Regions from separate parts of the Mus musculus genome. Here all the other regions are linked to region 2. A link is a contact called in public HiChIP or PLAC-seq data. All regions are on one chromosome and are shown on one strand. The core of a region is the stretch at or near the end of the contact, and the rest is flanking DNA. Distances in the headings are between cores, read along the strand shown. Region 1 overlaps Slc9a2 (solute carrier family 9 (sodium/hydrogen exchanger), member 2). Region 2 overlaps Rfx8 (regulatory factor X 8). Region 3 overlaps Il18rap (interleukin 18 receptor accessory protein). Region 4 overlaps Il1rl2 (interleukin 1 receptor-like 2).

The links. HiChIP or PLAC-seq counts read pairs in DNA pulled down with a chosen protein or histone mark.
Region 1: a FOXA1 HiChIP or PLAC-seq map of pancreatic cancer cells shows a contact between it and region 2. The contact joins two enhancer-like sites. A contact is called at or near these places in 1 of 115 datasets of contacts at active chromatin or transcription factors (pancreatic cancer cells) and 1 of 9 other capture datasets (embryonic stem cells).
Region 3: a FOXA1 HiChIP or PLAC-seq map of pancreatic cancer cells shows a contact between it and region 2. The contact joins two enhancer-like sites. A contact is called at or near these places in 1 of 15 datasets of contacts at CTCF or cohesin (stem cell-derived epiblast-like cells), 14 of 484 Hi-C or Micro-C datasets (3T3-L1-derived adipocytes, B cells, cerebellum and 5 more) and 1 of 115 datasets of contacts at active chromatin or transcription factors (pancreatic cancer cells).
Region 4: a contact with region 2 is called in a FOXA1 HiChIP or PLAC-seq map of pancreatic cancer cells. The contact joins two enhancer-like sites. A contact is called at or near these places in 3 of 484 Hi-C or Micro-C datasets (embryonic fibroblasts, group 2 innate lymphoid cells and myeloid progenitors), 1 of 115 datasets of contacts at active chromatin or transcription factors (pancreatic cancer cells) and 1 of 9 other capture datasets (embryonic stem cells).

What each region holds. Positions count from the first base shown.
Region 1 is chr1:40,687,908-40,694,162 of GRCm38.p6, reverse strand. The region is part of intron 1 of Slc9a2 (solute carrier family 9 (sodium/hydrogen exchanger), member 2); the gene reads right to left. Among named protein-coding and RNA genes, the nearest start is that of Slc9a2, 9.3 kb to the right of the region's middle. Within about 2 kb of position 2,427, at least 5 of the 459 cell types and tissues checked have an H3K27ac peak or open chromatin away from gene starts, as enhancers often do. A contact at or near this core is called in pancreatic cancer cells, where this site is marked.
Region 2 is chr1:39,691,812-39,698,397 of GRCm38.p6, reverse strand. Rfx8 (regulatory factor X 8) reads left to right here. Exons shown (of 15, transcript NM_001145660.1): 5 at 2,437-2,500. Among named protein-coding and RNA genes, the nearest start is that of Rfx8, 26 kb to the left of the region's middle. Within about 2 kb of position 2,972, at least 18 of the 459 cell types and tissues checked have an H3K27ac peak or open chromatin away from gene starts, as enhancers often do. A contact at or near this core is called in pancreatic cancer cells, where this site is marked.
Region 3 is chr1:40,540,843-40,547,222 of GRCm38.p6, reverse strand. It overlaps Il18rap (interleukin 18 receptor accessory protein), which reads right to left. Exons shown (of 13, transcript NM_010553.4): 10 at 5,185-5,336; 11 at 4,096-4,233. Among named protein-coding and RNA genes, the nearest start is that of Il18rap, 29 kb to the right of the region's middle. Within about 2 kb of position 4,887, at least 22 of the 459 cell types and tissues checked have an H3K27ac peak or open chromatin away from gene starts, as enhancers often do. A contact at or near this core is called in pancreatic cancer cells, where this site is marked.
Region 4 is chr1:40,357,613-40,363,913 of GRCm38.p6, reverse strand. It overlaps Il1rl2 (interleukin 1 receptor-like 2), which reads right to left. Exons shown (of 11, transcript NM_001356478.1): 10 at 561-722. Among named protein-coding and RNA genes, the nearest start is that of Il1rl2, 36 kb to the right of the region's middle. Within about 2 kb of position 4,958, at least 82 of the 459 cell types and tissues checked have an H3K27ac peak or open chromatin away from gene starts, as enhancers often do. A contact at or near this core is called in pancreatic cancer cells, where this site is marked.

The DNA.
Region 1 (6,255 bases), core at 1,178-3,677, 1.0 Mb before region 2:
ATTACTGTACAATGTGAGTGTGGAGAAACAAAAGGTTTTCTCATTATTATTCACCTACTTAATAATAGTTATTTGTTGGCTCTTTAATATGTACCACAAGTAGTTCCAGACCATGAGTTAAATAGACACCATCTCTTCCTTCATAATGACCACATCTTTTTATGCACGTCACTTGTGAGTGCCTGAATGTGCATAATAGTCTGTCACACAGGATACATGTATGCAACAACAACAACAAAAAAGTATTTAGAAATTTTCACATTAAATATTCCTAAGAATCCACATTGTAGTCCATGTTCCTCTTACTTTGACTCCTTAACACATTAAATTTGTTTAGCATTCTCGCTCTAACCCACAGGAACATATTCCCAGATCTGTCTGAAATCAGAAATAGTATGAAACCCTAAATGTGTATTATGTTTTGCATGCACATTCACACCGACGATGAATTTGAACTTATAAGTTAGACAGTGTATGAGTTCAGCAACAATTGCTACTGATAAATAGAATAGCTACAGGAATTTACTTGAGTAATTAGGTTGATGCAATTATTCTCTCTTGAAAGAAATAAGACCATTGAAATTAATGAGATGATTCATCCCTGAGTACGCTTGACCACAGGTAAATAGAATTGTGGGATGTAAATCACAGAGCAGGGAGGGTTGCTGTATCTCAAAGCATAAGCATTCTATACCACCAAAAAGAAAAGGCTGCATTGAGATTCTGAAATTCCAGAAGTGTGTTCCAGTGTCAGCGCTCATAATGCATTCTCCCTCCTTGCTCTTCCCATCCTACCCAGCTTGGAGTGTTGCTAGGAAACCATATTACTCCTCTCTCTAGACCACCAGCTGTTTCTGTGTATTCTTCTAGTTGGCTTTCACAATTACCATGTGAAGGAAGCAGGCAGAATGGCCACTGTGGTCGGATTTTATGGTGATGGTCTACCCTAGTCAAAATCGATGAAAGTTTCATGCATGAGTCTCAAGGACAGCTCGTTGTCTCCAAGGAAAGAATGGGCAGATCAGCTCCACCAAGGTGCTCTGGAGACCACAGTGAGCATATGACTCCATTGGTCTTTGAGGTTTCTGGACATTGGCTGAAAGTGATCAAGTCTCTTACATGCATTGGTACAATATATGCATACACTTACAAACATCCCCCTGTACACTTTAATTCATTTCTAGATGGCAATGTAAATGCCGGTTAAACTATACTATACTATACTATACTATACTATACTATACTATACCATACCATAGTATAATGATAACAAGAAAAAAATCCATTCATATCCAAGTATTTGATATCGATCCAGGTCTTCTGTAGTGTTTCTGATCCATTGTTTCTGCACAGAAACAGGCCTCGAAGACACTGAGACCAACCGGGAATTCAATATGCCTTTTCTTCCAAGAAGAGGGCAGAGAGACACAGAGAGAATGATGAACTAATTGTGGCCCCATGTCAACCACTTGCCAGCTGGGGTGTCTGGGGCAATGTAGTTAAACTCCCTAAACCTCATGTTTTCTTCTGTTTTGAAACTTGGGATGACATTTTTGCACTTCTATGAGAACTGAGTAGCACTGTGACCATTTAAGTAAGCGTGTAGCCAATGGCTGGCTGAACTAATGCTGTGTCCCGCTGAGCTATTATTATCTTATGGACGAGACTATGAGAGTCTCATCCATTTTTTCCTTGCACTGGGGCAAGAAAAGACAAGGCTGGTCTCACTATAGTGCTCAGCTTTCCAGCCACGGGATCCTGGGAAACCAGTCCAGGAATTGGGAGTAGTAGCAGAATTATCCCTGACTGAGACACAGAAATATGGAAATGGAGCTATTTCATGGCCCCGTGGTTGCCTGAGGTACTTTACATGGAAAAGCAAATCTTGTGAGGGTGTGGTAGCACATGTCTGTAATCCCAGCTGGAGGCAGACGCAGTAGAATAAAGAGTTCTTTGTCTCTAAAGAAGAGTCAAGAACGGCATGAATTACATGAGACTCAAATGACAAGAGCAACAACAACAAAAGAAAACCTGTACATATCTCTAAAGTGGTTTTCTACAGAGATCCAACCCAGGTTCTTATTAATGGCTAGAAGAATGAATGAATGAATGAATGAATGACCTACCAATAAGCCACACTTCCAAATACAATCATGCCTTTCTTTCCTTTCTTTTCAGTGTAAGCATCTATATCCTGACATGAAGAAATAATATGGCATTTGCCTGTCAAGTGTGAGTCAGGCAGAGTCACATGGAGAGCTTAAAGAAAATCACCATCTCTGTCTCGGGGATGAGCGGAGAGGTGAAAGAAGATAAAGACACCTCCAAACAAGAAGTGAACTTTATACAAGAAGATGATAAAGCCTGTGACGGGTGACGGACACAGTAAGGAATTACTTCAGGAAGCACCTCAATTATGACTCATTACTTTAAAAAGACTTAATTGCAAGTGAGTAAGCCATAGTTGTGCAGGCGCCACTCAGACAGCAACCCTCCCATGGCCGCGCATCGATTTCAGAAAGTAAACATACACTTCTCTTGGGTTCTGTTCCTATTGCTTTCTTAAAAAAGGGAAAGCTTGGTTATCCACAGTATCTTCCCGTTGTCCAAATAGACCTAGTAAGCATAAGGGACAGACATATGGCCCACCTTTGACAAATCAAATAGAAGACCCAAGGAGGTAATGACTCATCTGAGATCTAAGACTAGAATGGGAACATAGAACGGGATAGCCCTCTTTCTAAGGTACTTCGGGGTATATTTTCCTCTACATATCTTCAGCTCACACAGGCAAGGAAATATAAATACTAAAACAAAGGCAACAAATCAAATTCTGCAGGCCCAACTGTTTTGAGTGAGGAAAGAACAGGTATCTCTTCTTCAAGTGAGAAACCATCACAGCCTAGCCATTAACTTTAAACAATGTATGAAAATCTTTCTGTAAAGGCAAAATTTGTCAGTGAGGGTGAAGGCACTTGCTGCTTGAAGATGCAAATCTAATTAACCTGAGTCCTTGTAACTCATTTCAACTCGGATGGAGAGACGAGACTCTATGCTCATCCTCTGAACCCCACACATGTACCATGCACCTAGTCACAACACATACAAATCACACACACACACACACACACACACACACACACACACACACACACACACACATTAGTGAACCAGCTAATTACATTTTTAAAGGCTATTTCTTTTAAAAAACCTTATACAAACAATCATCACAGTATTAAACAATATAGATGTAAACAAATCCTCCTCTCAGTACAAATTATAATATCAGTGCCTAGTTACCTGGGTCAACATAGAAGATAATGCCCAGGAGATATCAGTGGGTGTTTAGGTCACAGTAAGCCAGGGGAGTTTCAGACAGAGCTGCATCCAGGTCCCCTGTGCTGAGACCTGATATTTTAACACCTATTGAAAACAGGTAATAAGACTTTACAAGTTGAGGAAGGACTCTTGCCTAAATTCCTGACTCTCAAAGAACTACTTTGTCCTAAATTAAAAAAAAAAAAAAAATAGCACCAAAAGAAAATGCCTGTAGCCAGGGGAAAAGGAGAGGAAACTGGACAATTCTCTGTGGCTCTGGGCCAGGAAGAAACTTAGCTGTGACAGAAAGAGAACTCACTTCATCCATACAAGAACACTAACTGGGAAATACACACTGAAACCCACCACCAAAACAAAATGCTGAGAACCATTTTGTATGAACAAGTTAGAAGGTCCACAGACTCAACCAAATAAACATCCCCTGGTGAAGTTAAGCTCACAGTAAAAAAAAAATAAAAATAAAAAATACAGCCAAGATAAGGCATAAATATCCAAAAGGGAAGTCAATGGAGAATTTACACCTCTAAATTAGGAAGAAAAAAACAGAATGCTGATGGAATCTATAACATGAATGTAAACGAATAAAAACAACAGGAAGAATGAAAATTAAGCAGTTTCAAAACAGCATGAGCCAAAGGCAGACAGACATGAAAAGGGAACAGAAATGTTGAAATGAACATGCAATTAAGATTAAAAGCCTAGCGAGTAGACTAACTATCAACTAAAAGTGTACTGTGGGCAGTATGGTAAATTGGAAACAAAAAGATTAGTGAAATACAAAAATAAATGACAGAGAAAGGAAAACAGAAAACAAAAATTTTTAAGGCGTGTAATAAATTCTATGGGAGAAAAAATCACATAGATTCTGAAAGACACTTTGAGACAGCAGCTGAATATCAGAAATAATCAGATACACACACATATACATTGCACACACACTCATACACACACACACCACACATACATATGTGTATGTATGCATACATATACACACATGCACACATACACACGCATGCACACACACATGCACATGCATGCCTGCATACACACATGCACACTCATGAGCACATACATACAGCACACAAACACACACACTCACTCATGCATGTGTGTATGCATACACACACACACACACACACACACACACACACGGCTAAAATTCAGGTAACATAATGGACCAAAGGAGAGAAGGCAGAAAGCAATGACATTTATCTATCTGACGAAAATAACTCAGTATAATTTTCATTGCAGACTATAAACAAATTAATGACATTTTCAAAGGGCTAGGACAGAGAATAGAAGAGCACTTGTCTAGAACTTACAAAGCCCTGGGTAAAACCCATGCCTCCAAGAGAAATAGCTTGAACAAAGCTAGAGATCAAGGCTGTCCCTGAAGTATTCACTGAAGAGTGTACGCACGGAGAAGGGAAATAATATAGAAGGAATAGGTGGAAGCGACCATAAAGAAAGCATGCTCAACACATTTATCAATCTAAACAAATGTTACCTATACAAACCCCTTATGAAATAATTTGAACTTTGAAATGGGATTTTAAAAATGTATAACTCTCAAGCATCTTTGGGAACAGGCGAATAACAACAATGGAAACAGCAAATGCTATGTTTGACCGAGTGGGAAGAAGAGGGGAAGGCCAGAGAGGAGACGGGGCAGTAATGCATCTGATAAACAAGAAAGATGCTGCAAAGTCAAAATATTGGGGGGAAAATAAAATAAAGACATGGAGTAAAAGCACAGATTAAAACGAGCCCCAATAAATCAGTGCAATAAATGTAGTAACATTCCTGATCTAAACTGCAGAGATTTCAATTTTTAAAGACAGAAAACCCAGTTATGTGGGTTTAATGAAGCACGTTTAAATAAAAATGATATGGCTGATTTCCTAGTAATATATAGGAGACATGGGCGAGCAATATGGGTATGAAAACATCTCTACAGAGAAAGGATTACAAAAGTCATTTCTATTTTGAGTAACAACAATGATACAAAAGATCAAATTTAACCGCAAAGGAAGCTGTAAAGGAGGAACTCAGTTGGAAGAATACTAAGTCAGTATCCACCTAAGATACCGAGATGAGCCAGATAAAGTCAAGTTTAGCAGAATTACAAATAGCCCCTCTTAGTGGTCAATTCTACACAGGTCAGAACTGATAATGTAGCCAAAACACAGTAACAGTATTGAAGAACTTAATGCCACAATGTATACATCTTGATCATCCTGTGTGTGTGTGTGTGTGTGTATGTGTGTGTGTGTATGTGTGTGTCTGTGTCTGTGTGTGTGTGTCTGTGTGTGTCTGTGTGTGTGTGTGTCTGTTTGTGTGTGTGTCTGTGTGTGTCTGTGTGTGTCTGTGTGTGTGTGTCTGTGTGTGTGTCTGTGTGTGTCTGTGTGTGTGTGTCTGTGTGTGTGTGTGTCTGTGTCTGTCTGTGATGTCTGTGTCTGTCTGTGTCTGTCTGTGTGCGTACACATTCATGCCTGGGTATGTGCACAGCACATGGCACTAATACTTTTACTTTCTATGCTCTTCTCATGTTCACATAGGAAAAAAAATCTAATTTTAAAACAGCCCCTCACTAAACCACACAGAACACAACATTGAGACTATCGTAGAAGTCATCAGCTTACTATTCCAATCAAAATGTAATTAATGTTGTATGAATTTAAAAATCAAAATAAAAGGCAGCTGTGGGGCCAGAGGGATGGCTCAGTGGTTAAGAGGGCTTGGTTTTCTTGAAGAGGATGTGGGTTTGATTCCCAGCATGTGCATAGAGGTTAGCAACTAGGAGACTGTTCAGAAGGTCCAGTGCCTTCTTCTGACCTCCACAGGCACCAGGACTCACATGGCACACATGCATACAGGCAGACAAAACACTCACACATAAAATAAAGTGGAGAAATC
Region 2 (6,586 bases), core at 1,723-4,222:
TGTTCCCTGTGTCCAGTCTTCCAGGTCCTGTGTGTACCAGCACTTTTGACTGAGACTTATGGCCAGACCTCAGGAGTCCTCTGTTCTCTCTCTCTCTCTCCCTCTGTCTCTCAAAATAACTTTTAGTTGGATGGTGGTGGCACACGCCTTTAATCCCAGCACTCGGGGGAAAAAGAGGCAGGTGGATTTCTTTGAGTTCGAGGCCAACCTGGTCTACAGAGCAAGTTCCAGGACAGCCAGGACTACACAGAAACACCCTGCCTCGAAAAAGCAAAAAGCAAAACCAGACTATTAGTGATGCTGCTGCTGCTGGTGATAGTGATAATTACAATGATGATGATAAAGGCTCTTGTTATATCTTGATCACAACTATGCCCCCCTACAAAATGCTGGCAAAGAGCTAACAAAATGCCTGTCCTGTGATAGACACTTGACATGCATAGTGTGACTGAGTGAGAAACAGATGGATAGTTAAACGGATGAATGGTGAGTGGGTGGGTGGATGGGTGGACCGGAAGATGAATAGATAAATGGGCAGACTGGACGAAGAGAGGGAAGGTCGGTGGGTGGATAAATGGACCTGAATATCATCTTATATGTGTTCTTGTATTCATTTCTGCACAGAAAAGATCCAGGAATTCTGTGTTGGCACAATGTAGGATTGTAGAGAAATCGTATTTCCTCCTGTTTCACTGGAAAAAAGCCTAGAGGCAGGTGTGCTGGCCCAGAGTTTGGAGTGATACGCTCCCTCGTGGAGGGGGAGGTGCCGCAGCAGGAAGCTTGTCTTAGGTGCTGGCCAGGAAGCAGAGAATGGAGAAAGCCTAATGCTCACATGGCTTTCTGCCTTCCCCACTCCTGATTCAGTTCAAGACTCCATCCCAGGAGATGGTGGAGCCACGTTCAGGCTCGGTCTTCCCTCCTACTCGGGGGTTCTGGGTGCATACATAGGCATCCAAAGCTCGTCTCATTAAGGCCCAGGTGTTCCTAAAGCCAGGCAAGTTGGCGATCGATCCACGTTCACCATCACAAGCCCACCCTCTTCAACTGGATAGCTGACCACTTTGAAACCATAAAATTCTACCCTTGGCCCCATGGGCTCATGGCTGCCCCATAACTCGAAGTGCATTCATTCCAAAACCTTCATAGTTTCAACACTGTTCAAAAGTTTAGTCTTCTTTCAGGCTTCAAGTGTGAGAGCATACAAGTGCTCTCTCTCTCTCTCTCTCTCTCTCTCCTCTCTCTCTCTCTCTCTCTCTTTCACACACATACACACACAATTCTGTCTCCAACTATAGCTACAGTGAGGCTAACACTGCAGTCTATGAAGAGGGGTACAGTTTAGTCCAAAATACAAGCCCTAAATGAAATTCCTAAAACATTCAAATTCTCCTTTTTCTAGCACTTTTGCAGAATCCACCCTTCTATATCTCTGGGACATGGAGCCCATATCCCATGAGCTATTTGGAATGTCCAAAGTAACATGGATGTTTCGATAACAGTTCTCACCACAGGATGAAGGGTGTGCCTCCCTGAAGGGCTTGTATTCAGGTAGTCTACCACACTTGCGGTTAGAGTACTGTGCAGAAACATTATCATTCACATTTATGTATATATCAAATACTCAGGAGGGAGGACAGACTGACACCATGACACAAACTTTTAGAAGAGAGGCTTCTGGGAGGCAGTGAAAGCCAGTGCTGGCCAACGCTCCTAGGTGTCCTCCTGACCATGGCTCCATGCTCTGAGGGGAGAGAGACAATCTAGTCTACAGCTCTGCACTCTCGGGCAAGAGGACTATGCTGACTTGGGTAGATGAAACTTCTAAGCCACGCCTCCTCCTCAGCTTAGCCTTAGCCCTGGGGCAGACAGGGAAGAAGACACCCGCCTCTCTCACACCCAGAGGGGGCACATTTCCTGGTGCAACTGGGACGAAGTCTGTTGTCTACTGTATATGTCTCTTAACACACATGGCAGCCCCACAGACATGACAAATGGAGCTTACAGATCTACCATCAACCCCCCAGTTCCTGTGTTCTGTGGAAGCATGTCCCGCTGCATCTATCACCTAACGCCACTCTCGTGTCTGGGTCACTAGTGGAAAACACCAAATCAGAAAGCAGCAAGACTCCATTTTCACGGTGGGTTTTCTTTTCCCACAGGAATGAAGTTGTGACCTTAATGATGTCAGACCCTTGCTTTTGAAGGGAACAAAGCATTTAAAATTAAACTCCAAGGTTGTCCCAGATACAGAAATAAACTTTTAAAAAATCCCCAAGCACGTGACAATCACCATATGTGCACAGGAACCTGGAGGATGAGTTTTTGATAAAGAGTTTTACCCCAAACAAATAAGCTCGCTGCAGAGGAAATTCTGTTCTTATGTTCCGGGACGGGTATCTTAGTCATACGGTTTCTCTGTTGTCTGTTTTTACACAGTGGCAATCTTATTGCCTTCGGAAAATTTCCTGACTATAGCAACGTTCTCCAGCAGGAAGAAACAGTGAGTATAAAATAGCCACATTCTAACAAATCCACCAGTATTAGGGATCGCATGTCAGCTGTGTCCTTATTCCTTCACCCTTTTGGTTTCGCCTTTGAGTGTCCAGCATACATCACTCTCAGCTAGGACAGACCTGGCCCCTGCCCTTGGGGACCACACTGCTCAGCTGCAGTCACTGCAGAGCTGTACTTCTTGAGGTAGAATTCTAAAGGGTACACAGGTGGTTAGTGACTAATTTGCTGCAACATGCCTCTATGGTATTCTTTCAACTCTTAGAATCAGGACATCGGAGCTATTAATAGCCAATCTCTGACACTGTGCGTTGAGCCTCACTTTAGTTGGCTAAGACATCATGACAGGACTTTGATCCCATTTCAGCTAAGTTTGCTAAAGCAAATTACTCTAAACTGAGCAGTTTAAACACACTGATGTCTCATAGTTCCAGGTGGTTCTGGCGAGGGCGCCTGCTGAGCTGTGGCCAGCAGGCTGCTTTTGCTGATCCTGGGTAGCAGAGCCTTCTCTGACCTCATACTTGTGAGTGAACCAGTTAATGAATATCCACCCCACCCTCCAGACCTAACCACCTCCCAGAGTTCCACTTCTAAAGTCTGTTCACAGGTTGATTACAATATCAATATAGGGATTAGAAGGAACTGTTGCTAGCAGATACGATCTCACTGACAAGAACCACTTTTTAAAACATTTGGGGGGGGGTAACTAGTACCCAAAAGTTATAAAGACAAAATCTCGTGGCCTTGTGCTGGAAAAGTATTGTCTGTACTCAGAAAGACACTGGGACTGTGTTGAGGGACAGAGAGTCCAGAACTGCAGAAGGGGCTGTGGTGGGTCAGATGTTACCCACGAGGGCTGGTCTCTCCTCTTGAATCCCCGCCAAGTGCCCTGGCAGTCTCTATACTGCCAGGAATTCACCCCAGGACACAGGTCGGCAGAGCAGGCCAGCAGCGTGGATGCTCAGCAGCTGGCTAAGCATCAGCCATGCTGTGGAAGCCGACTGAGCTGACTGCAGACCCATGGTGTCTGGACTTCCAAGTCTCAGGGTGCTCTTTCTCTCCCCCGAGTCATCTCCTTCCTGGTATTGGCAGAAGCTTTCCTAGGAGCCAAGCCATCCTTAGCCACAATTCAGAATGTCTGTTCAAGTCAGATGCAAGAATGCATCAAAAAGTGTAACCATCCAGGGGCCCGGAGAGGTGGCTCAGGAGTTAGAGCACTGGCTGCTCCCCTACAGAACCCAGGTTCGATCCAGCACTCACACAGCAGCTCACAGCTGTCTGTAACTCCAATTCCTGGGGATTCATGACACGAGGCATGTATATAGTGCTCATACCTGTGCAAGCAGACAAAATACCTATACACAGAAAATAAAATAATATTTATCCATAAAACTGAGAAGCTAGCCAGAGGAAAGAAGGGTCAAGGTGCTTTGTGACTTTTTAAATTTTTATTTTATTTTTGGTTTTTCGAGACAGGGCTTCTCTGTGTAGCCCTGTGGCTGTCCTGGAACTCACTCTGTAGACCAGGCTGGCCTCGAACTCGGAGATCCGCCAGCCTCTGCCTCCCAAGTGCTGGGATTAAAGGCATGTGCCACTACTGCCCGGCCTGGCTTGACTTACTTTAATTGGATCCTGTCCTTCCTCTTATCCAGTCAGCTTGACTATTTCACACCCAGCTGCAAGCCTCTTATTTGTCTTCCCTATAGTACTGGGCTCCTGCCTGACCGCTTTAGCCTGACATTCATTTTAGCTATGACAGACGGCCAGGGAGAACCTCACAGGTGAGGTGGCCGCTCTAAGACATCAACACAAAGTCAGTGCTCTGAACAACACAGAATGGTTGTCTTGTGTCCTGTGGGGTGTGAGTCCCCCCATCAGTTCTCATCAGGCTAAGGTCAAGGTGTCTGTAGAGCAGGTTTCTAACTGCAGGCTGGGGGAATTTTCCAGCATCTAAAGGCCACCTATATTCCTGGGTTTATAGCCCCACACTCTGTCTTCAAAGCCAGCACAGGGTAAGCCAAGTCCTTCTCTGAGCTGAGTTCAGCCATCTGTTTTCAAGAACTCTTGTGATTGTTTGACATGCAAGAGAAGGTCTCCCTGTGTCGAGATCCCCCTGCCTCGCAAAGTGACAGAGTCACAGTATCTGGAGATTAGAGCATGGGTGTTCTGTGTCACCATAGTTCTGCCTGGTACAAAGGTTTGCACAGAATCCTCGTTGGGAGAGGATTCGCCTTGGGGTGTAGCTTGCATCTGACCTGAGAGGTAGGGCTAACAGTGTGGAGGCCTCGAGGACTGGTCTTGACAGATGCCAAGTGTGAAGAGCATGCTAATGCCAGCCTTCGGAATTTGGATTTGACTCAGGAGGGTATGGAACACTATCAAACCTCTTCAAAAGAAGGACAGGACATCCTGGGAGGGGTGACAGAGTATGTAGAAAGGACAAAAGGCAAGCCAGCAAACTTTCCTGAGGGATGTAACTCAGAACTGGCACGTGACGCCTGGGGATCTGGCAACAGTAAGAAGGCATCTCATTGTATCCTCAGGGGCGGATACATACGCTTCTCATTAGTCAGCTCTCTGTTACTGTAACAAAATACCTGCTTTGATCAACTTAAAAATTGAAAAGGTTTGCCTTGGCTTACATTTTGGAACTTTTATAAACGTTTATGGTTTTGCCCCGCTGCCTCTGGGGCTGTGGTGAAGCAGAGTGTCCTGATATGGAGTGTGTGCTGGAGAAAAGCTGTTCACTTCATGGCTGTGACATGAAAAAGAAGGAGGAAGAAACCAATTGTTCTACGTTTCAGGCACTCAGGAATTTTCCATTTGATGTCTCATGACAATGCACTTTTATATTCTTATAGTCATTTGTATCTCTATACAATTTATCCTTTGAGAATTTCATAATGTATATATTACATTTTCATCATATCTACCCCGCTCCCTCCAGAGAGCTTCCAAACACACTCCTCTTAGTCCAGTGTGTTCTCTCCATATGCACCCAAGTGAGGGCCATTCCCCGTAGCACAAGCAACCTGTCAGTGGCCACATCCCCAGAAAAAGGTGACTCTTCCTCCTCTGGCAGCCATCAAATGCCAATAGCTCCTAAGCTAGGGGTAGGGCCTGGTGAGCCCCTCCTGCATCCACACTGGATGCTTGGATGGCTCCATCTTTTGTGTGTTTGTGTAGCTGTGAACTCATGAGCACAACGGACACATTACATCCAGAAGATAGCAGTTCATGGCTCTTACTTTTTTTTTCCTCACCCCTTTCTGAGATGTTCCCTGAGCCTTGCAGGGGGTAACTGATTGATAGAGAAGTCCGGTCTGGCACTGAAAAGCCATCAGTGTCCTGACATTACACTATAGTGTGACATCTGGGTGGCACTACAGTCATTTGTCATGTTGAAATAGAGAACGTCGGTGGTCTCAGAATAAAAGGAGGGAGAGAGGGAAAGGAAGGGAGGAGAAAGGAAGAAAAGAGAAGAGAAGAGAAGAGAAGAGAAGAGAAGAGAAGAGAAGAGAAGAGAAGGAGGGAGGGAGGGAGGAGGAGGAGGAGGAGGGAGGGAGGGAGGGAGGGAGGGAGGGAGGGAGGGAGGGAGGGAGGAAAAGAAAATAGAGAGCTTACGTAGGGTGTCTAGGTGGTGAGAGTGTGGGTCTGAAATTGAATCTCAGGCATGCACAGAAACAGCCAGGCACAGCTGTGCATGCCTGTAAAACCAGCATTAAGGAGCAGAGACAGGAGGATTTGGCTGGCTCATTGGCCATCAAGCCTAGACAAAACATAGAGCTTCCAGTTCAGTGAGAGACCCTGTCTTGAGGCAAGAAGCTGGACAACAGAGGAAGATGCCTGGCATTCCACCTTCTCCTCCACACGGGAGCTCATGTGTGCAAAACACATGCATGCGTGCACACACACACCTGCCTACATTTACAGCTGTCGCCCAGTGTGTTCTTAGAGAAATGTTTGAAGCACTAGATTTCTGGCCTCCTCCAAGTCATCCAGGGACGAGGAATCTGGCTCCCTAGCACCAGGACGTGGTTTCAGAACCACACTTTGAGAAACCACACTTTGCTTT
Region 3 (6,380 bases), core at 3,638-6,137, 850 kb before region 2:
CCTCACGGCACTACAGCCCATAATATTTCTCCCATGTGCAGTAATGCTGGTATGGTCCTCTATGTGCACAATATGCAGAAGCATATCTCTCCGGCCATGGCCCGTATATAGCACGTGACTATATCACCGGCTCTCCATTTGTTGCACTTGGCTTGCCATGGCTGTGGAACACACTACCGCTTCTAAACACTGTTTGCCCTACAACACCATCAGCAGCCTCACGTACCTGGCAGTTAACAAGTCTCACAATTGGATAAATGTTCTCTTCTGCTTAACTGGGTGTTGGTTGTTTTGCTCATCACAACCTGGGAGTAGTTGGGCTTTATCTATGTATTTGCATATATAGTACCCACTGTGTAGTGATAGGCTTATATACACACACTCTCCAGAGAGTCCACAGCCTACTGTGTCGTAGTTTATACTGTCTAGGTTTATACAAGCCCACTATATTTTGTTTCTACAAAGAAAAGTAGCCTAAGGGTACATGTATCTGAATGTACCCTTGTCATGAAGGGCTGTGTCAAGTGACGACAGTACTTGTATCTCCTTGTGAGGTGAGATCAGTCGAGTTCCCCTTGCAGGAATGGTTGCATGAGGTAGCAAATATGCCAGACCAGAGTCTCTGGCTCTCACACAGCCCTCCCCTTATATTTGAGAAGCTACATTTATAGAAGTAGTCTTAGGACACTGTACAGGTCTCTTGTACTTCTGTTGATAATATTATCAGGAAGATTTGTTGGGATATGCTGAAATAAAAAAACTACCTCGAAGAGACAGAAAACTCACACATTAACTCACACGTTTTGGGATGGAGCAGCTGTAGTTTATATTTCAGGTCATTCCATAACCTCCATCTACAGTGTTGTTAGATGTAACTAGTGTCTCAGGCCACAAGTAGTGTCTCAGGCCGTTCAGCAGTGTGCTTGCTAAAAGAGATGCCCAGAGGATTGGCTACCATCCACAAATAAAACAGGAGGCTCAGAGCCCCCAAAGCTATAGAAGCTAGTTTGTGAGGTACTCGACTGCCCATATAGAAAGGAGGAGACTCTGAGGTGTGGCCTGTAGGTAAGTGCTGGTGTGTTTAATGATGAGACCTTGAGATAAGAGTAAAGAAGAAGTTCCAGAGAGGAGGATAGTAGGACACGCCAGTACGCAGAAAGGGTTAAAAAGTGAGATTGACTTTACTGAGGAGGGGGAAGGGTAAAAGGAAGGGTGGATGAATATCAATAGAAATGATTTTAAAAGCAAAATAAAAATAAAAATGTGTAACACACCATATCTACCTCTGACCCTCCCAGGGTTTTGTAAAAACCCCAGAGTTTTCTATAAATCAAAAGATAAAACAGAGGAATGGATACAGAAAATGTGGTACATCTACACAATGGAGTACTACTCAGCTATTAAAAAGAATGAATTTATGAAATTCCTAGGCAAATGGATGGACCTGGAGGGCATCATCCTGAGTGAGGTAACACATTCACAAAGGAACTCACACAATATGTACTCACTGATAAGTGGATATTAGCCCCAAACCTAGGATTCCCAAGATATAAGGTACAATTTGCTAAACACATGAAACTCAAGAAGAATGAAGACTGAAGTGTGGACACTATGCCCCTCCTTAGAATTGGCAACAAAACACCCATGGAAGGAGTTACAGAGACAAAGTTTGGAGCTGAGATGAAAGGATGGACCATGTAGAGACTGCCATATCCAGGGATCCACCCCATAATCAGCATCCAAACGCTAACACCATTGCATACCCTAGCAAGATTTTATTGAAAGGACCCAGATGTAGCTATCTCTTCTGAGACTATGCCGGAGCCTAGCAAACACAGAAGTGGATGCTCACAGTCAGCTAATGGATGGATCACAGGGCTCCCAATGGAGGAGCTAGAGAAAGAACCCAAGGAGCTAACGGGATCTGCAACCCTATAGGTGGAACAACATTATGAACTAACCAGTACCCCGGAGCTCTTGACTCTAGCTGCATATGTATCAAAAGATGGCCTAATCGGCCATCACTGGAAAGAGAGGCCCATTGGACACGTAAACTCTGTATGCCCCAGTACAGGGGAATGCCAGGGCCAAAAAGGGGGAGTGGGTGTGTAGGGGAGTGGGGGTGGGTGGGTATGGGGGACTTTTGGTATAGCATTGGAAATGTAAATAAGCTAAATACCTAATAAAAAATGGAAAACAAAACAAAACAAAAAAAAGATAAACTTATTTAGCAATGAATTTACAGAGTGTGGTGTTAGAGGACCTACACATGTCCTCCTAGTGTTATTTCTTTCTAAATGAAGTTTAGACATTCACAATGAACTCTTGGGCTTTCATTTTGTAAATAAATATCCGTTTGACCAGCAGAGGGCGCTGAATCACTGTGCTCCAGAACCCAGTTCTGAGCAAATCACCAAGAAGTGAAATCACATGAGACAAAATTAAATGATCCCTATCAACTGACTCTGCTTTGTTAAACTCTAGAATCTTAGGGGGGGGGGGGTTCAGTGAATTTGTTCCATACAAATATAAAAGGCTAATTAAACAAACAAAAATTCTGAAAACACTGTTGGCTTATATGGAACTCAAAGGATGTTATCAATAATCGATCTAAAATAAGATGAAATGCATGTATTTCTCTAGTTTTCTTAGCTTGGTTCAGGTGTGTGTGTGTGTGTGTGTGTGTGTGTGTGTGTGTGTGTGTGTGTGTGTGTGTGTTTGTGTGTGTTTGTGGGGGCGGGGAACTGAACTCAGACCTGAAACACTTCTTACTTTCTTTTCTTGGTGCCGTAATTTCAGCCTGCAAAAGCCACTGGCCTCAGAGGACCCTCCCAGTGAAGGTGCTTACACGGCAGGCAGACCTTCTGCTCCAAGCAGTAAAGTCAGTCACTGACACTGCAAATACACTGACCTGAGACTTGCTGAAGCCAGCAAAGCTTAAAGCAGCATTCTAGCCCATACAACATGATGGGTATTGCAACCATGTCTTGTGGGTGAATTAACAGAAGTGTCATTGGTAATAATAGGACTTGTAATTTGTGCAACTTACACTTGTTTGGGACAAATCCCTGACCTGGCATGCCTTGTTTTCATGTGGTAATAACCCAGGTGATGGGTTTCCTAAAACCAGACTTAAAGATTCAAAGTTAAGACACAGCCTCTTTGGGTGGTCTCATACGAAGATTATGGCTTCATCTTTCTCTGTCTAAGGGGACTGTGAAGATGGCAATAGTCAATACTCTGACTGGGCATATGACCCATCCTCAAGTGACATTCATCGCAGACCATACTGAGTTTCTATATACTTAGGTACCAGTCTAAAGGCAAACCAGGTCTAGCCTCAGTGAGCTCACATACTGTCCTCTGCCTGCTGCTGCGACAGTCCTGTTTTATGAATGAGGAGAGCGGTATATAAAGCTGCCACTTGCTGAATCACCCCAGATTGGTTAGCAAAGAGAATATTTCTAAGTCCCATAAATCCCACAAAAGTATCTTCTACAAGGTTCCTGGTAACTAGAATGAGCTAGAATTGTTTCTTCAGTCTTTCCTGGTGTAAAGCCAGAGCAAAAGGAGGAGAGGAAGGAGGAGGAGGAAGAAGAAGAGGAGGAGGAGGAGGAAGAGGAAGGAGGAGAAGATGAACAAGAAGAGGAGCAGGAAAATTAGAAGAAAAAAGAAGAAGAGTAAGAAAAGGGGGAGGAAAGACTAGGAGGAGGAGGAAGAAGAATTAGAAGAGGAAGAAGAAGAATAGAAAGAAGAAAAAGAAGAAGAGAAAGGTGAAGAGAAGGAGGGGGAGGAAGAAGGAGGATAAGAGGAGGAAGAAAAATTAAAAGAAAAAGAAGAGGGGGAAAAGAAGAGGAAGAAAAAGAGGAAGAGGAGGAGGAGGAAAAGAAGAAGAGGAAGGACCTAATCCTTCGAGATAAAACACTACCTATCAGGCATTAGCTACCTCTGACTTTTCTCATGGGCTCTGGCTGGCAGGAGGCATGTGAAATCACAACTAAGACAGTTCTAAGAAAAGAGAGCCAATAGATAGGGAATAACTAAGTAACAGTGTCTTGTCATTTAGACAGGGAGTGGCACACTGGGTGTTCTTACCCCCCAGAGTCTCATCTTTGTTCTTGTAGGTTCGACAGAGCAGGACAACTTCAATCCAGTACCAGTAGAGGAAAGCAGCTGCCACCAGAACGCCCACCAGCATCAAGGCCGTGCCGAGAAGGATGTATACAAACACCACTAAGGGAAACACAGAGATCTGAGCAAACACATCTAGACCAACACAGCCTATTATGTAATAGAAAGCCATGCTGCTATCTCTGTCATCTCAAGTCTGGATGGAATTTTCCACAATTAACTCTAGAGAGCCAGGTTGATGGGAAATTCCTGATGAGCTGACCTACGATGCTGAGTCATTTTACCTATTTTTGTTCCTACAAATGTCTATAGAGCTCATCTGTACCTTTCCTGTTGCCTGTTGTAAATTACATTTGCGGGTGCTCATCCCCATGGAAGTCTAAACATTCCTAGACTAGGAGTCACATCAGCACCTTGCACCCTCCATGACTCAACTTATAAATAAGGGATCTGCATAGGAAAGCTACCGTCATGGCACACTTACAGTGTCACACTATGGCCAGAGGACATTTACTCTGCTGGACTGTGTTCCAGTCATCGACTGAGCAAGTCCATGATTGGCCCAACCTCATCCCTGGACATCTTGCTAAGGATGGAACTGTTCCTCATGGGCATTTCTCAGAGTTCTTGTCATGGTCTCTGGAAGCCAGCAGGGGCAAATGGCAAAGAAAGTGATGTCTGCACACTGGGCTGTCCCAGTGGGTGGGGGTAGGTGGGGCTGGGGATTCTTGTAGGTACAAGAGGGATAAGTAGGTTAATTGAGTGCTTTAGGGAATGAGTAAGTGGGAAGGCTATATGAATGGGCAACAGCATGAACAGAAAGTCTGGGTGAGTTGAGTAATGGGTTCTTCTGCACACAAATTAGTTGTTACAAAGCTCAGGTCAAAGTCAGTTGTATGGTCATAGTCAAGGCCTTAAAGGAACTACCACGGCAAAGTGCTTTAGTGTCTGGAAAGCTTTCACAGCTAACACTGATGCTCTTTTTGGGAAAATGCCCCTTCCCCTTTCAAGAAGAACAGTTGTCAATCTCTGGGAACAAACTTCTAGGCTTACCCTCTTCCTTCTTCCTCAGCCGTATGGTCCGTGTTGTGTTCCCAATGGAGTTCTGGGCAAAGCAAACAAACTTTCTGCTGAGATCTCTCTGGGTAACTTCTCTCAAGAAGATGGTACGTTCAATGACTTCATTCTTGAAAGTGGATTGAATTCTAGAAAAGGAGGGGGAAATTCACACCCACTCAGGAAGATCAACTGCCATTCGTGAAGCTGTGCTCAGAAAGCTGACGAAGAGCCAGTAGGAATTTCTCGTAAGAAGACTGTAAAAGATCAGAGACAGACAGAGGAGGCTTGTTCTTCATCAATGGATGGAATCTGCTAAGGCTTTGCACTAAAGCACAAGTTACGTGTGGCCCTCCTCTGGACTTCACTGTAAGAGTCCCCCTTTGGGAATGAAGAATATTGATAATTTATGAACAGTCTCCCTCTGTAGACTGTTTCCTTCCCAAGCATGAAGCCCTAAATTTAATCCCCGGAGCACATGTAAAAAGCCAGGTGTGGTAGCGTGTACGTGTAATGCCAGCATTGGGAAAGCAGACAGAAGTGGATCCGTATGGCTCAGTGGCCAGACAGCCTAGTTCAGTCAGGAAGAAATTCTGCCCCCCACCCCCAACCCCAAACAAGATTAGTGAACTTTGAGGAATGAAAGATGAGATTTACCCCTAGCCTCCAAATGCAAGTACACATATGTCTACATACACCTACACACCTACACACCTACACACACACACACACACACACACACACACACACACACACATCATACCACACCACACCTAATTCCTCTTGAGGCTTGCTACCAGGTACTTGGCTGAGCACTGACTATGGACTCTTTAATCTCTTCCTTCCTCACAACACAAACTCTAAGGAGTCAGGATATGAACATCCTGACTTGGTAGTGTCAGGGGCAAAGTTCAGTGGAGGAAGAGTGGTGCTGGCCACAGTAGTGACATCATCATTACTGTGTGACTTTAGTATGTCCCACCTCCAGCCTGGCACCCAGATCTCTGACCCACCCAGAAAACTGACTTTCTGCATTTACTTAGTTCCCATTTTCTATGTCTGCATCATTCAGTGGTCACATTAAGGGACCATGTTCAGATGGGTCATGCCGCTGTGAGCCTACAATCAGTCCACAGAAGTTTTCTGCTTGCCACACATTCTGAGGTACATGTGGCTTCTACCTCATCTGTCCC
Region 4 (6,301 bases), core at 3,709-6,208, 660 kb before region 2:
GCGCTTATTTTAGTATCCAATTATTTTGCTGTGTGGTCTTCCAAGACAAGAGCAAAGAGCAAGAGGGGCTTTGTGTAAGACAGCCCTGTGATGGCATTTACAGGTCTCTCAAGCCAGGAAAACATCCATTCCTATCTCACCCGAGGAAATGCTGCTGTTCACGAACCTCCCAAGCTACATGCATAGTAAACAGAACTACAACAACTGTCCAGCTTATTAAACAGAGGATGCCAGAGTTTGCACCTGCAATGTCTCCCATGGGCTCTTTGAACACTGGTCTCCAGCTGGTGGCACTGTTTGGGGTAATAGAAACTTCAGGATGTGGACCCTGAATGGAGGCAGTAAGTCACTGGGGAATGGAGAGAAGAGGAAGGGAGAGGGTTTCCTTTTGTTGTTGTTGTTGTCTGATGAGATAGGGTCTACACATACAACTGCAACTGGCCCTGTATTCCCATTTATCCTGGTTCAGCATTCCAGTGCTGGGATTACAGGCCTGGCCCTCTTTGCTTGTTTTCTTGTTACCTTTTCCATTGTTCTATAAAGGCTTACTTAAAACATACCTTGTCCAGGGAATTCATCCCTGCCAAATATAAATAACTTATATCCACACTGTTTCTCCAGCACCTCGGGCAAGATCTTCAGTACCAGTGTGTCTACATCATGGCCCTGGCTTCCTCTCGGGTACTTGGGGTATAAGACATAGGCATCATACAGCTTCTCATCTGAAAAGGAAAAGAGTCACGCTCAAGAAACGACTCCACCAGAGCCCTCGAGCAGACAGTGTGAACCCTGGGTCACTGCCATGTGCACTGCAGGCTCAGCCCAGTGACCTCCACATGCCCTGCTGGCTGACATGGCATTCCATGTTCTCAGAGCCGATCTGTGAGAGATGTGGCTCGTCCTCACTCAGCACAGGGGAATAAAATCTAGACTGAACAGGTGGCAACGTTTCTGCAATTCCTAGCTGCATCACAAGTCTCCCACTGCGTCTCACTAATTGCAGATGTAGGCAATTGAGACCTGTACTAACTATGCCAAGCAAAACCGGGTGAGTCGTCGCTTCTAATCTGGCATACCAGAAACTTCATTATTTTAATGACTCAATCTGTCCCGTATCATTGAGAAGTCCAGCACTACGTACAGCACACAAGGTTAATGTGTCCATCGATGACAGTGTTTCCCAGACAACCAGGAATGAGAGCCATTACTGTGTGCACCAGGGCAAAGATGAACAAGACACATCATCGTACTGTGCACACCACTCACATATGCAAAATAAAATGGTAGATAGCATTTAAGATGACAGCAGCCAAAGGAACACACAAAGATTTCTCGTCGTCTGGAGTTCTTCGCAAACAGTATTCATAGGAGGTGCGTAACAACTCTTGGCTGAGAAAGAGTGGGGAGAGATCAGAAAAAAAAAGTAAAGATCTAAGAATACAGGTTACTACAGATGTGAGAGAGAAGCCAGCATTATATGTGAGAGAGAAGCTGGCACCGGTGTTTCTGCATCCCTGCCCACTGTCAGGCAAGGAAGGTGCTATAGAGCTAAGTGGCACTGGGGAGAAGCCCACCAGTACCGACCAGACATCTTAAGCGAGCTCGACAATAATATCCATGGTTTGGGAAGAGGAGGGTGTGGGTCCCAAACAATCAGCTTAGGGATCATGGGTATGTACTAAGGAGGTATCGATTTGTGTTTGGAGACAACCAACCCCAATGACTTTTTCCAGTATAAAATTTAGTGCTAAATAGATGGCTTTCCAAAGTTCTGGAATTTTTTGTTGTTGCTGTTGTTTTTGTTGTTGTTGCTGCTGTTGGTTTTTTCTTGGTTTTTTGGTTTTTGGTTTTTGTTTATTTTGAGAGTGAAAGGAAAGAATAAAGAGACAGAGGGGTGGAGATCTCGTAAGCTCTTATTTCTTGACTGTTTAAGAAGGCATTGAGCCTTCTCATGTAAAGATTTAGATGTGTTTAGACTTACACCCTCAGAAAGCCTTGGCTGCCTGCTGCCCCATTTATATCAGGGAGCATCCTCCTTGGGAAGTGCAGTTCCCAGGTTAGCACCCAATGTTATCCCTCCCCAGCCCCAGGCACAGCTGCCACCACCCACCACGGGCTTCTCTCCCCTCCAAACTTCTCACTCTCCCTCCACTGGCTTTGCTTAAATAGAAAACAAGAGAAATTACATTTGCCAAATGTTTTCTTTTTTTTTTTGACAGAATCCCAGTCCTCTTTCAAAACAAGGCATCTGAGGACACAAGTTCCCCTTGCTCCCCCACTTTCTATACTTGGAACAGATGGAGAGAGATGAGGTAGGACAAAGCCCCATGTCTTCTGAAAACTTAAAACAAAACAAGGCCCCAAACTGTATGTCTTTTCTTCTAAGTGTTTTCTTTCCATGCTGCAGGCTAAACCCAGGCTGCTGTGAGTACACTTGGCCACTGAGCTAGCGGAGCCACAACCCTCAGACTAAGATCTGGAGCAAAGGCGTCATTAAAGGACTTGTTCTCCACATGCACCGGGGATGCAGCACTATCAAAGACACATTTGGAATCCACGTTTGCCTTTCTTAACACAGCCCTCCAATTTTTAACAATTATTATTATTCTATTTTATGTGTGTGGACGTGTCACCAAGGAGGCCAGAATTACCCTGCAGTGGAGGTTCTGGGAATCCTACCAGAATCCTCTAGAAAAGCAGTCACTGCTGCTAATCTCTCTAGCCCCAAGGACAGGATCAGATAGTAGCTCGGGGCGCTTTCTGATAAACTGCAAGACGTACACTTGAATCTAAGATTCTGGGAAGGAAGCTGAGATCAACGGGGCTGCACCATTTCTCAAAGGTGTGCAGAGTTCTCTAAACCTAAGTCACTCATTTGTCCTGGGGTGGCCAAACATGATTTTGAAAAAAAAAAAATAGGGCAGCTATTTCCATGCCTCCACGTATAAGCTCCAAGAACGCTTTTGGTTAATTATGCCTTTTCAGATCCTTTCCAGAGCCCCACAAAGCAGTGCTGCGTAAGCCCTCTCCTTTAGAACTGAGTCATTTTCTGAAGTCCTGTGTGACGGAACGGACACAAAAAAAACCCAGATCGAGGAAACAAAGAAAACAAGGCTTTGACCTGTCTCCTGAAAGCCAACATTATCCTTCCAGGAAGTCCCACCTCCTCCACCCAGAGATGGAGTGACAACAGATGCCCTTGTGGAGAGGCAGTGAGGACAACAGCCAAAGGTAGCTGCTAGTCAACCGTTGAGGCCTCAGATGTTTACCCAGCCCACCACACACACACACACACAGACACACACACACACACACACACACGCACACGCACACACACACACACACACACACACTCACTCATAATAAAAGGCTGCTGCGCACCATGAAGTTAAGGGAGCAGCAGCGGAGGAAACAGTGACAGGCAGCACAGATGATGAACCGGTTACCTCCCGGAACTTAGAGCATCCCTCGTGGCTGTTCTGAGGAAACTCAGATGTGCTGGTGGCTGCTCCCAATATCCACGTCTCTCAGAGGCAGAGGTGGCAATTTATCTCTGGCCTGGCCAAGCGTTTTTTTTTAATTTTCCGAGGCTACCGAACCATCCCTTTACGTAAAAGCACCTGTTCACACCTCTATTGCTGTCTGTAAAACCTAAATGAGATCATGTCTATAGACTGATATTTATGAGAAATTGCCTAATGCTTCTCCAGTTCCCTTCTCTCTTGATGTGACATTCCAGAGCAAATCAAGCAGTCGATAGATAAAATTTGAATTTAAAAGATACTTTATCTAAGGTCCTGTGGCCGAGTTGCCTGAGGACTGGCTTGTCTGTCCACCCCAGCATGCACAGAAAACATTGAAGTGAACACACATAACACATAGGATTGTGTTTACTTTGGAAATGCTAAAGGCCACCAGATTCCTTACATTACAACACTGTTGTAAATGGGACTCTCCACAGGAAACTGTCTTTGGAAATGAGCCCCAGAATGATCTATGTTATTTCACAAACCACAGAAACATGTGTGGGGAAAGCCAGAGTTAACTGACGTGGCTTTAGTCAGGAAAGCAATTTTACCTTTAGAGACCAAGACCTCTCACCAACTCTGAGCTGTGCTTAGTTTGTTCCCTTATCTTTTGTTGCCTGATACACCTGCTGGGTTAGCTCTAACTGTTCTAGTCCATTGCACGCTGCACAGAAGCGTCTGAATGGAATAAAGCTAGCAGTGCACATATTTTTCAGCCGACCTGTTGCTGACCACTCTTTGATTCAAGTCTTGCAGATACTGGGGTACACCTAACACGCCAGTTCTGACATCACCTGGGGCAGCATAGAAATACAGGACTCCCTGACTTCAAGCAGGCTTGTGAATGGCTGCCAGACTGTAACTCGTGGGTCACTTATCTTTACCTTTGTGTGGCAAGGCTTGACCAACCAGGTTAGAGTGAACTTTGGCAAGAAGGACATAATGTCTCTCTCTCTTCCACATCCATATTCACTATACTGTATATGTTCCAGAATATTTTCCCAAGAGAATTCAGGCTGTCAGCAGGATTCATGATCAACCTCGGAAGCTCATCACTAGATCATTTTAGAGACTTTATTCAAAGTTCTTTGACGTTATCCAAAGTTAACAATGGTTGGGTAGGTGGAGAGGTGGGAAGATTGAAGCAAACACTTTCCAAAATTAAAAAATAAGAGCAAAAGAATCATGAGGCTTCCTGGCCTGTTGTCAGATCCAATCTCCAAAGCCACCACCCCTGGCTGTGCTGAGCTGGGAGGAGTGGGTCCTGATGTGTCATCTGTTGGGCTCCCCGGTTCCACAGGGGGGAGTGAGTCACTCCTCCTTCCATCTCTTGCTGACAAACTCAACTTCTCTGCCAGGCAGCTTTATCATACTATGTGCACACCATAAATAACTAAGGCAAGGCTGTACTCACACTTCTGGGAGTTACAGTGAGTCAGAGGTGTGAACACGCAGGGGCCAGAGAGGCTGGAGCTTCCAGAAACACCACATGAAAGAACGTCATGTCACATTCTCTTAGTCAGTGGAGATAGAAGGCAGACCACTCCTATCTACTCCAGAAGAAATGAATGCTGTGGTCTCGTCACAAAGGGACAGCCAGGGAGACAGGCAAGCACCTCAGATTGTGTTGGCCTGGCCAGGCAAGGACCATGGCTACATCTCACCACTGTTAAATCTCAAACCCGGGACAAAGGGCTGAGGTGCTGGCTGCCAAGTTCTCCGTGCATTCCTCAGTCCCTACCTGTTACAGGATCCTCCAGACTGGACTGGCATACCCTGCCCCTACCCTGAACTCTCCAAGAGGATAAACTAACTGACTTTCCTCCAGCTGCCCTTCCCTATATATTCCAACCTTCTAGGTGACCCTTTGTCTACTTTCTTGGCCCAGGCTGGTTATCAGCTGCTCTTCCCTCTCCTCACAAGGCTTTGTACTCCCCTGGATGTCCCTGCCCCCACCCCAGGCTATACTCCCCTTTTATCTACAATAGACTCTCTTCTCTACCACTCTGAGGAATAGTCAAGTCCTTTTCTAGTTATTTCTTCCTTTTCATTCAGCCATCAACATTGGGCTACAACCCAGCCTCTGGGTTACCAATTGTTGAATTCTGACATTTAGCTAAATACAGTTTGAATCACAGCATCTGTGTTTTATCAACAACTTGTACACAATAATCTGTGTGGCGACTTTTGTACACAAACAGCTGCTTAGAACAAACAGCTTTTTTTTTTTTTTTTTTAGATCTGCTACTCTGAATGTGTTTGGACTCTGAGTTGCCTCATTCCCTTGCTCCTGTTCAAGAAAAATGTTTGACCTAAAAAGACATGCATTTCCTCATCCCAGTGCACGCCAGCTGTGTGGATTTCTTTTGTCTTTTTAATTGTTTTTATAGGCAAATAAGGGACAGCAAAGCAGACTGAATGGTGTTTTGTCTGTTTTGTTTTCCATAGGGCCTTACTAGATCAAATTCCTTCTGAAACTTTTTTGTTTGTTTGTTTAAATCAGATTGTATTAAAACCTAAATGGAGAGAAATCTTGGTTCTGTAACACAGGAAGGCATTTCTGTGTGAAAAGAAAAAAATTGGCGGCAGGATAGAGACACCAGTGAAGGCTCTGAGCAGAGCTTTGGCCTTCAGATCAGTGAAAAAGGACCCCTGCCTCAGGCTCCTGCTAAGTACTGAGAGAAGCGGGCTTCTTCCCTTTCCTTTGTCCCTCCTGTACCTCATTCCCTCCCTCTCCCCCTGCCTTCCTCTCCCTCTTTATGACCCTCCTTCTG